Regions from separate parts of the Mus musculus genome. Here region 1 is linked to region 2. Evidence: chromatin contacts called from public HiChIP or PLAC-seq data. All regions are on one chromosome and are shown on one strand. Each heading gives the region's core, a stretch centred on a gene start, on an enhancer-like site or on the middle of the called end of the contact. The rest is flanking DNA. Distances are from core to core; before and after follow the strand shown.

Region 1 (5,160 bases), core at 53-2,552, 280 kb after region 2:
AGTATACAAGATGCTGTACTTTTTTTTTTTGGTGGGGAGGGGTTGAGACAGGGTTTCTCTGTATAGCCCTGGCTATCCTGGAACTCACTTTGTAGACCAGGCTGGCCTTGAACTCAGAAATTCACCTGCCTCTGCCTCCCAAGTGCTGGGATTAAAGGTGTGTACCACCACCACCCATACTTCTTCTTAAACGTGCTTGGAGGGCTGGGGAGATGGCTCAGTGGTTAAGAGCACTGACTGTTCTTCTGAAGGTCCTGAGTTCAAATCCCAGCAACCACATGGTGGCTCACAACCATCTGTAATGAGATCTGATGCCCTCTTCTGGTGCTGTCTGAAGATAGCTACAGTGTACTTATTTATAATAATAAATAAATCTTTGAGCCGGAGCAAGCAGGGATCAAGCAAGTGGGGCCAACCAGAGCAGAGGTCCTAAATTCAATTCCCAACAACCACATGAAGGCTCACAACCATCTGTACTCCTTAAAAAGGATTGGAGTCTTTCCACCGTTTTCTGATATTCACGGCTAGCCTTTTAAAAGTTAATAAAAAGACGTGCTTGGCATCAGTCACCCATGTATGCTCCTGGTCCAGCTCCTGCTCTTGTCTGATTTCTCCTTTTCTCTGTTTTTCTTCCCAACCCTCTCACTCAAACCCCACCACTTGGAACCCTTAGCAATGCTGGTTTCAGACACATGCTTTAACACTTTTTTTTTTAACATTGTAAAGGAATGATTGGGCTGGGTGTGGTGGCACACGCCTTTAATCCTAGCACTTGGGAGGCAGAGGCAGGCAGATTTCTGAGTTCGAGGCCAGCCTGGTTTACAGAGTCAGTTCCAGGATAGCCAGGGCTACACAGAGAAACCCTGTCTCGAAAAACCAAAAAAAAAAAAAAAAAAAAAAAGAAAGAAAGGAATGATTGTCTTTGGATATGGCATTAATTTTTTTCTATAAAAATATGGAGTGGAGCCAGGCATAAGGGCATATGCCTTTTATCACAATACTTAGGAGGCAGAGGCAGCCAGGTCTCTGTGAAATTGAGATCAGCCTATTCTATGTAGTGAGTTCCAAGCCAGCCAGAGCTACAGAGAAAAACCCTGTCTCAAAAAAAAAAGAAAGAAAGAAAGAAAGAGAGAGAGAGAGAGGAAGAAAGAAAGATAAGAAAAAGAAAAGAGAAGAGACGAGAAAAGAAAAGAAAAAAGAAAAGAATGTAGAGTGGGGGCTGATGGCTCAGTAGTTAGCACTTGCTGCTCTTCCTAGGAACAAAGGCTCAGTTCTCAGCACCCATACTGTGCAGCTCACAGCCATCTTTAACTCTAGCTCCAGGGAATGTGATACATCTGGCCTCCTTGGGTACCTGCAATCACATGGATACAAACACACCTAAATATAACTAAAAAGAATAAAAACATATCTTAAGAAAAGAATCTGGGATGCTAAGAAGGGAACACAAAAGTCACTTACTCTGGCCACGATGTGCTGGAGGCACAGGGAGGCATCTGCAGGGCCCAGCTGGTAGAAGAACTGCCTCAAAATCAGAAAGTACCACTGCGGAGGCCTGGGGTTGCCTACTGAGTCTGATATAAGGAACGTATTGAGGAGTTGGAGAAAAGGCTCAGTGTGAAGAACGAGCGCTGGATGCTCTTCCAGAGAACCTACCTAGATTGGGTCCTAATGCCAATGTGATAGATTGCAACTGTCTGTAACTCCAGTTCCAGGAGGATCTAGTGCCCTCTTCTGGCCTCCTTGGGCACCAGGCTCAAGTAGACCCAGGAAAATCCTGCTACACCATGGAGTATTTCTGACAAATTGTCCTGTCCCACCTCCAGTGTGAGCTACATTCTTTCACCAGGACAGCAGGAAAGGACAGAAACGCAGGCCTCTGAGTTCGATTACATGAGAGCTGAGCTAACTCTGAGAAGCAAGGAATTGAAATGGCATTTGAAGGTATCTGGTTACAGTGGGAACCTATGGGATCCCAGGTAGTAAGAAGAGTTGAAATTCTTTTGCTGTTGTTATGCTAATAAAAACAGGAAACGTGGGTTGGGAGCAAAGGTGCAGGCCTGTAGTCCCAGCATTCAAGAGGCAAGAGGAGTGTTGTGAGTTCAAAGTTATATAGCAAGGCTTTGTCTCAAACCAAAAATAAAAATAGTAACAGTAAATATAAAAAGCACTAAGCATTCAAATATATTTTTTTTTTTAACTCGAGACAGGGTTTCTCTGTGTAGCCCTGGCTATCCTGGAATTCGCTCTGTAGACCACGCTGGCCTTGAACTCAGAAATCAGCCTGCCTCTGCCTCCCAAATGCTGGGATTAAAGGCGTGCGCCACTGCCCAGCTTCAAATCTTTTTTATCTCCTTCACCTTTTACCCAAATTTTTATCCCTTCTACTTTGTAAAACTTCCATGCAATTCTTTGAGGTTTTTTTTTTAAAATGTATATGGGTGTTTTGCTTCATGTGTGTGTGTGTGTGTGTGTGTGTTGTGTGGGGCTAGCATTAGTTTATGGTATGGGTGTTTTTGCCTCGTGTGTCTGGGTACCATTTGTGTTTGTTGCTCTAGAAGGCTAGCAGAGGGGCTAGGTCCTATGAAACTGGAGTTGCAGAGTGAGCGGCCATGTGGGTGCTGGGAACAGAAACCAGGTCCTCTGGAAAAGCAGGCTGCCCTTAACTTCTGAGCATCTCTCCAGCCCCCAGCTCACTCTCTCCATCAAAAGGTAAGTTTTGGTCTTGTTGGAACTTCGGTAGGAGCAGTGATCTAGTGATCTGTTCTTTGTAACCCTGAGCGACTTTCCCTCTCCCTCTCCCCCTCCCTCACTCCCTCTTTCTCTCCCTCTTTCTCTTTCTCTTTCTTTCCTTCCTTCTTGTTGTTTTTTGCTTTTGCTGGGTTTTTCATTTTGTTGTTTCTTTTGTTTTTAAGACAAGGTCTTACTATGTAGTTCCGGTTGCCCTAGAACTCCCTGTGTTGACCAGGCTGGACTCAGATTTACAGAGATCCTCCTGCCTTTGCATGCTGAGTGTTCCCAGAGTGCTATGACTAAAGGTGTTCACCCCCCTACCTGGCTGACCTTGAACTTATAAACACCTGCAAATGATATAAATGTGAGTTCATCAGGATTGAGGTGTATACTCTACCACACTGTCACGCTATGCAGTCAACTTACCTGGGACTCTCCAGTTGAAGATGGTGAACCTGAGTGTGCAGGTTGAAAGCATTATATTAAGTAGGGACTAGAAGGACAAAGTAAAAGTGGGGGCTGTAGCTTAATTGGCAGATTTCTAGCTTAATATGCACAAGGCCTTGGGTTTGATCCCAGCATCACATAAATTCATAAACTGGGTGTGGCGACAAATGCCTGTTGTTAGCATTTTGTCTAAACTCCACCCCACAGTTACCTGGCAACAGCAGGTAGCCTGACCCACTATAAAAGGGACTGTTTGCCCCTGCCATTCTTTCTTGCCTCTCTCTCTTGCCTCTGCCTCTCTTGCTTCCTCTTGCTTCCCCTCTCTCCCCATTCCCTTCCTCCCCTTCTCTCCACGTGGTCATGGCCGGCCTGTACTTCTCTGTTCTCTCCCCCTCTCTGCCTTTATCTTCCTCTACTACCCTCTTAACTCCCCTCCCCATGCCCTTAATAATCTCTATTCTATACTTTACTGTCGTGTGGCTGGTCCCTCTGCAGGAAGACATGCCTCAGCATGAGCCTGCTGAGGCACCCCCTACCCCACACCTCACCACACCCTCATAGAACATGTCTTATATCTCTTTATCTTTTTATAAACACATCACCTGTAATTCCTGCAGGAAATGGAAGCATATATATGTAGGGAAGATACAGAAAAGCATGTGTGTGTGTATAGTACACCACTTACGGTAATTAGAAAAACATTCTCCTGGAAGATGTCCACATTCTAAGTCCCAGAGTATATAACTAGCTCCCGGCAATTAAAAAATTACCTAGCAAAGGGAATTAAGGTTATATTAAGGTGGCTATCTAACTAACTCTATAAAGAGATATTATGAGAGCAGGCCCAACATAATTACAAGAGTCTTTAAAAGTTGAGAAAAGTCGGGCTGGTGAGATGGCTCAGTGGGTAAGAGCACCCGACTGCTCTTCCGAAGGTCCAAAGTTCAAATCCCAGCAACCACATGGTGGCTCAGAACCATCTGTAACGAGATCTGACGCCCTCTTCTGGTGTGTCTGAAGACAGCTACAGTGTACTTACATGTAATAAATAAATAAATCTTTAAAAAAAAAAAAAAAAAAAAAAGTTGAGAAAAGTCGGCCAGGCATGGTGGTACATGCCTTTAATCACAGAAGTCATGAGACAGAGGCAGGATCTCTGTGAGTTCCAGGCCAACCACAGCTACCTAGTGAGACCTTATCTCAAAAGAGAAAAACAAACAAACGAAAGACGAGGAGCCCAGGCAGAGGTGGCACACACTTGTTTGCTTTTCAAGACAGGGTTTCCCTGTGCTGCCCCTGGCTGTCCTGAAACTCACTTTGTAAATCCCTGAAAAACAAAACAAAACAACAACAAAACATTTTTAAATCCTGGGGGTGGGAGGGCTAAGGGGGATGGGTCCGCCCTCTTGGAGGGGGTGGAGGAAGTATGGGATGAGGAACATCAGAGGGCAGACCGGGAGGGGAATAACACATGGACTATAAAAAAGATTTAATAATAATAATAATAATAATAATAATGCAAAGGCAATCCAGCGGAGAATGGAGAGTCTTTTCAACAAATAATTCTGGAGCAACTGGGTACCACAAAGTGGGAGTGGTGACTTTAGACCTTGAAAGGGTCTTGAAACAGTCTTCAACTTAGCAATATCAAAATCTCTACAGCTCTGATACCCAGGAAGCCAAGATCCCTAAAGAAATGATTGTCCCAGGTTTTGGGAAAAACACAAGATAAGCCTGGAGCATCTTACCTTGCTGGACAAAAAGGAGCTGATGAAGCCTAGGGAAGTGTACGGAGGAATGACTTAGCCTCGGCAGCTCTCATTACTCTCACAGAGAATGCTGGCCCACAGCCATCTGTAACTCCAGGTCTGGGGGAACCAACACCTTCTTCTGTCCCCTGTAGGTACCAGGCTCACATGTGGTACACATATATATGTTCAGGCAAAGCATCCATCCACCTGAAATAACTCTGAAAGAAAA
Region 2 (5,128 bases), core at 2,502-5,001:
AGCTGCTCCGGGGTGGCGATTCGGGCTCCTATGCGAGCGCAGGCTTCCTGGGCTCCAGCAAAGGAGAAAGCATAGCGCGCAGAGCCCTCTCTGTAGAGGAAGACGACCCCTGCGGAGAAGAAATAACTCCTGAGTTGGCCGGACCACCAGCACACTGACCTCCCCCTCTCTTCTGTCACTTCCTGTTCACAAAAGTTAAAGTCCGATTGTGCTCCTGTTACAGCTTGTGGGACTGTCTCCCCCCACATCTCTGGCCCCCTATTCACCCTGTGCCTTTCCCCTGCAGGGTTTGCTAAGCCGCCTCACAATCAACTCCTTGCGGGGGGAGGGGGGCCTGAGTCCTTTCCTCCCTTTCTCTAGGGATCTCACTCTCCTCTCACCTTTGACCTTGACCTCCACAGCATCACTGCTGTCGTCGATACCGTGCTGGACCTCGCAGCGATAGACCCCGGAATCATTGGGCCGCAGTTCGCTCAATACTAGAGACACATCCGTGAGCGATGCGGGGTAGGCAGGCAGCGCCACGCGGAACCGGTAGGCTTCGTTTACCTTGACGCGCAGCCCACGAGCCACCAGTACCTCTACCTCCCGGTCCCCGGACAGGAAGGTCCACTTGACCCGGGGAAAACCCGGCGCGGCCCGGCGACTGTGCGGCGGCCGCAGGTGGTGGACGTGGCATGGGATGGCCAGGGCACCGCCCAGCACGCCCCGCAGCTGCGTGGCACCGATGCGCACGCGGAAGGCTCGATCCTCTGTGGACAGGGGTCAAAGCCGGCTGCAGCCAGACGCAGGACGTAGTGCGCCTGTGCGCTTGGCTCCAAGCCCCGCCCCTCGATCCAAGGCGCCTGGGGTGCACTGCCCAGCTCAGGGTGCTGAGCACTGCCCAGGGTCCTGAATTTGATCCTCTACCCTTAGCCTCCTGCCTCGTGCTCCTTTGCAACTCTGACCCCCAAGACTCCCCTACTTACTAGGGTTCCCAATTCATCCCTATTTTGCAGTTGGCTCCAGCCCTTGCCCACAGCACTTCCACATCTCCTTCCGTGTGCCTAGGCTGGAAGCATGTAGCTGGGGCTAAACCGAGACAGCCCTCTGTCCTGAGAAAGATGCAGCAGAGACATGGTCCTCTGGATGCTTACTCACCCGAGCTGTCTTCTTTCAGGTCATCAGCGAGGGCGGCAGGGGCTTGGGTCAGGACCAGAGCGGCCAGCAGGGACAGAAGCAGTGGAATCATTCTGCACACTGATGGAAGAACTTGAAGAGGAAAGAGGAAAGTTGTTAGACTGCGGAACGGACTTCCTCCGTTCTCTGTCCCACCATGCAGGTAGCACATACTAGAATCACCCCTAACTCTGTTTCTGATTCCTATCTCCAAGCACCAAGAGGTGTGCCCAGTCAACTCACTGTGTGACCTAAGCCAAGTTCCTTACCCTCTCTGAGTCTGTGTCTTCTTAACTGGGGGGGGGGGGGGGGAAGCACCATCATTAGCACCTTACGCATTTTGATGGGGCTGTATGCTTGAGTGATCTGTCTGTCTGTCTACCTGTCTAGCTGTCATCTACACACAGTTGCCACTGTCTATTACCTACTTACCTATTTATAATCTACGACAGAAAATGCCCTGTGCATAGGCCAGCAACAGACACATAACAGATGCCAGCGAATACTTGTAACACAGTGGCTGGTGGTACTGCGTAATCAGCTCTCTGTGCACGTGTATTCAAAATCTATGCATCCAAACCAGCTACTCGTCAAACATGCAGGAAAAAAAAAAGAGTCTGTTCTGAACACATACAGAGGTTTTTGTCACTGTTCCCTAAACAGCATGCATATACTTAGGAATTATAAGTCACCTAGAGACGGGTTCCTGTGTATGAAAGACATGCGTAGGTGAGATGCAAAGACATCATTCTGTGTGAGGGACTTGGGCACCTGCAGGTCCAGGCAGCCTCTAGGGGTTGGAGACTCAAACCCACAGACGCAGGGGTGGGGTTGGGAGCGCAACTATGGTCCTACTTCACCCCCTTGGCAAACACCCCCCTCCCCGCCCTCAGGTGCCAACCAGGAGTTTCTTTCCCCCACAGTAAAGCTCCAACCTTCCCTTCCTAACCCTTCCTCTTCCAGGAGGGCCTCCTAGACTGAACCCTGCTGAAACAGCGGCTTCTCCCTCTGCTTCCTCTCCACCAGGACTTGTAAGGAAGCTCCCCTGGTGCCCAACATCCTCTGCCCCCTCCATCCCTCCCTCCCTCCCACTTTGCTCTCAGCCATTCCCCTCTGCCTGGCACGGGCTTTCCCACCGGATCTCCTGGCTCAGAAGCCAGCTGGGACAAAGACCCTGTCCCTGCCAGTCTGGCCTCTATCCAGTTGCTCCTTCCCCCACCCATCTTTTGTGAAAGCCTACAACTTGGAGTGTACTGGAGAAGGGTACAGGGAGAGGCCAGTCGTCCCCCCCCCCCCCCCGCCCTGGCCCTCAGCTCTGGAAACAGTTTCTCTTTCTGAGATCTCATTGCGCATACAGGCTCACGGGGAAAGTGAGGTGGATGACCAGAGAGGGTTAGAGCTAACTCTGAGCCAAACCGGGAGCCAGGTCACTGTGCCCTCAGGAAGGAAAGCTGCACAGATAATGAACACACTCTGTAAAGAGTCAGACTTGGGAGTATTCGGGGACCCAGGACTACATGGCTAATGATGCAGCCGGGGGTCAGTTACAACGTCAGGCAAGATTTCCTACCGACCATACCTATTCTCACTGGCTCCATCTCCCACTCGGTCTGCCTTCATAGTCGCTAGCCTGAGCCTAAGCGGTCCTCCTAGATCCTCCCAGGACAGACTCCCCTGCTAAGCAGCGCTCTGGCCTGTGCTGTGCAGCGGGCCGGGCGAGCAGTCACTCGGGTTACCGCTGGCAAGTAAGCCAGGTGCTGGAGCGTTCTGAGGAGGGGAGGCTGGGAGCAGGAGCTACTCACACGCCCGCCCGGCCCTGTGGCTACCTCTTTTACCCGTGTTGGGGCAGCACGGGATGAGGAAGGAAGCCTGAGGCCAGAGGATCCGACTGCCCTGAGACATGAATTTTTGATCCAAGTGGCCAAGAGTGGCTACTGTGACACTTCCCGGAGGAAAGCCACCACAAGGACCGGAGCTCAGCAGTCCCCTGTCGTCTCCAGCCCGGGCATCCTTAGTCGCTCCGCAGCCCAGACGTCCCCTGGCTCCTGAAGGCTGCGCGGCGAGGACAGTGAGCGAGCAGACGCGTGGCTCAGGGTGCCGAAGCCGGCACAGAGCGCTGCGCGCCCACCTTCAGAGAGGCGCCGCTGCCGACCGCACCCCCGAGTGCCTGGGGACCCCAGGAAGCTACGGTGGGTCACTGTCTCGGTCGCCCACAGCAGCCAGTATCGCGGCCCGCTCTCGCCCTCGCCCGGATCCTTTGGCTCAGAGAGGTCAAGAAACTTACCCAAGGTCACACAGCAAGCAAGCAAGCGACCGATAGGGCCAGGCCTCCGCACTCACCTTGCGAGGTCCCCTCCGCGCACACCGCACGTCCCGCAGCCGCAGCCGAGACTGCGGCGCAATGCGCGGGCGCGAGCAGGGCCGGGCGCGCGGGACCCAGACAGGGGCGCCAGCTCGCCGGGAGCCTCACAAAACCCCCTTTCTTCCCACGCGCCCCGCCTTCCCCGCCGTCCCCGGCCCTTGCCGCCCCCGTGGGGGGCTCTGCGCGGTCACGGGACCCGCTGCCTTCTCTGTGCGGGTTCCGGGCGACAGCGGGCAGAGGGAGGACAAGCGAAGTAGGACAAGGTTCCGCGGACGGGAGCCCAAGACTTGCAGCGGGGAGGGCAGAAGGGGCGGGGAGGGAGCGATGGAGGGCGCTGTGGCGACGCAGGATGGAGAGTTAGAACACGGGAGGGACTTCTCATTGGTTAAAGGGAGGAAGACCGGCTCAAACTTAGTCGCGCAGAGGATGGAGGGACGACAGGAGCTTTGCCCCGGGAAAGAGGGCACTGCTGGGTGAAAAGGGGAAGTCCTTTTCTCAGGCCAGAGAAAAGGCAGATGACCACAGCCATCCCTCTTGAGGAAGCTTTGATCGGGCTGTGCTCCCCCGGTGCTCCTCTCCCTCCCCGGCGGAGGAGCTGACTTTGCAGTGGTTGACCAGGTGGAGGTCGACTCGCAGAACTACGGGTTAGGCAACCCAAGTCAAGAGAGTCTAGGCGCGCGGTATCAAGTGGTACAGTGAGTGATGGAGCAGGCGTCACAGGTTGCAGATCAATGTGTGCAGGAGAGCCTGCTAGCCTCGGCTGGGCTGCCCAGTGTGCAGCCAGGAGCCTGGGGGTGGGCCTCGAGGACTGCCAGCTGTCCCCCACCCCCACTTCACCCGCTGCTTCTCCCTGCTTTCCCAGGCTTCCCACTTTCCTCCTCTTGCTTGCGACTCCAGGCAAAGCCTTGGCACCAGCTGTAGGCCACTCAGCCAGATCCTTGTCCTCAAGGCCGGTGTGGGGGCTGTGACCTTACCATTTCTAGATCCCCAAATGCCGACTGTCTGCAGACACCTTCACCCCCAACTCAGGGAACAGTTTCCTAATCACGCCCCACCCCCTGCCTTGGATGGAGTTCCAAAAAAACAAAACAAAACAAAACCAAAAAACAAAACAAAACAAAAAAAAAAAAAAACGCCTTCAGAACCTCTGGAAAAAAACAAACTCCTCTCCAAAGCCTTACAAGTTTAAAGAGAGGACTCCAGCTAATGCCGCCCACTGTAAGGACAGGACAGAAGGACCTTGAAACCCAGGGCAGAGTCACGCAGGGAGAAAACTACCAGGCAGTGGTGCCAGCAGAAAGGAGAAAGGGGCCCCTGAAGAAGCTGCACAGGAGGCCTTCATTTATTCATTCCTTAAGCTTGACCCACAAGTCATCTATGTACCAGGCCCTGTCTGGGGCCCTAAGACTGGGGGAGTCACCAGTTGGGAAGGACTCTGAGGTGCTGGGTGCCAGCTCTGGGTTGCACCTGCATGGCTCACCAACACATGGGCTCCATGCCCTGCAGGTCTCCCAGGTGGAGCTAGGAAAGAAACCAAGGGGCTGCAGTTCAGCCCAGTTGCTGTCTTGGATATAACACAATTTTTGCCTGGGAAAACCTGACTGTGAC

The links. HiChIP or PLAC-seq counts read pairs in DNA pulled down with a chosen protein or histone mark.
Region 1: an H3K27ac HiChIP or PLAC-seq map of embryonic stem cells shows a contact between it and region 2, with 2.7 times the contacts expected there. The contact joins the enhancer-like site here to the promoter of Bcan in region 2. A contact is called at or near these places in 3 of 39 promoter capture datasets (the C10 cell line, cranial neural crest and hippocampal neurons), 3 of 484 Hi-C or Micro-C datasets (bone marrow-derived macrophages, embryonic retina and embryonic stem cells), 3 of 115 datasets of contacts at active chromatin or transcription factors (embryonic stem cells and stem cell-derived neural progenitor cells) and 3 of 9 other capture datasets (adipose tissue, liver and pancreatic islet).

The regions. Positions count from the first base shown.
Region 1 is chr3:88,275,004-88,280,163 of GRCm38.p6, forward strand. No RefSeq gene overlaps it. Among named protein-coding and RNA genes, the nearest start is that of Gm37116, 7.2 kb to the right of the region's middle. Within about 2 kb of position 1,303, at least 18 of the 459 cell types and tissues checked have an H3K27ac peak or open chromatin away from gene starts, as enhancers often do. A contact at or near this core is called in embryonic stem cells, where this site is marked.
Region 2 is chr3:87,996,605-88,001,732 of GRCm38.p6, forward strand. It overlaps Bcan (brevican), which reads right to left and starts at 3,752. Exons shown (of 14, transcript NM_007529.2): 1 at 3,499-3,752; 2 at 1,141-1,251; 3 at 381-752; 4 at 1-109. The coding sequence starts at 1,231.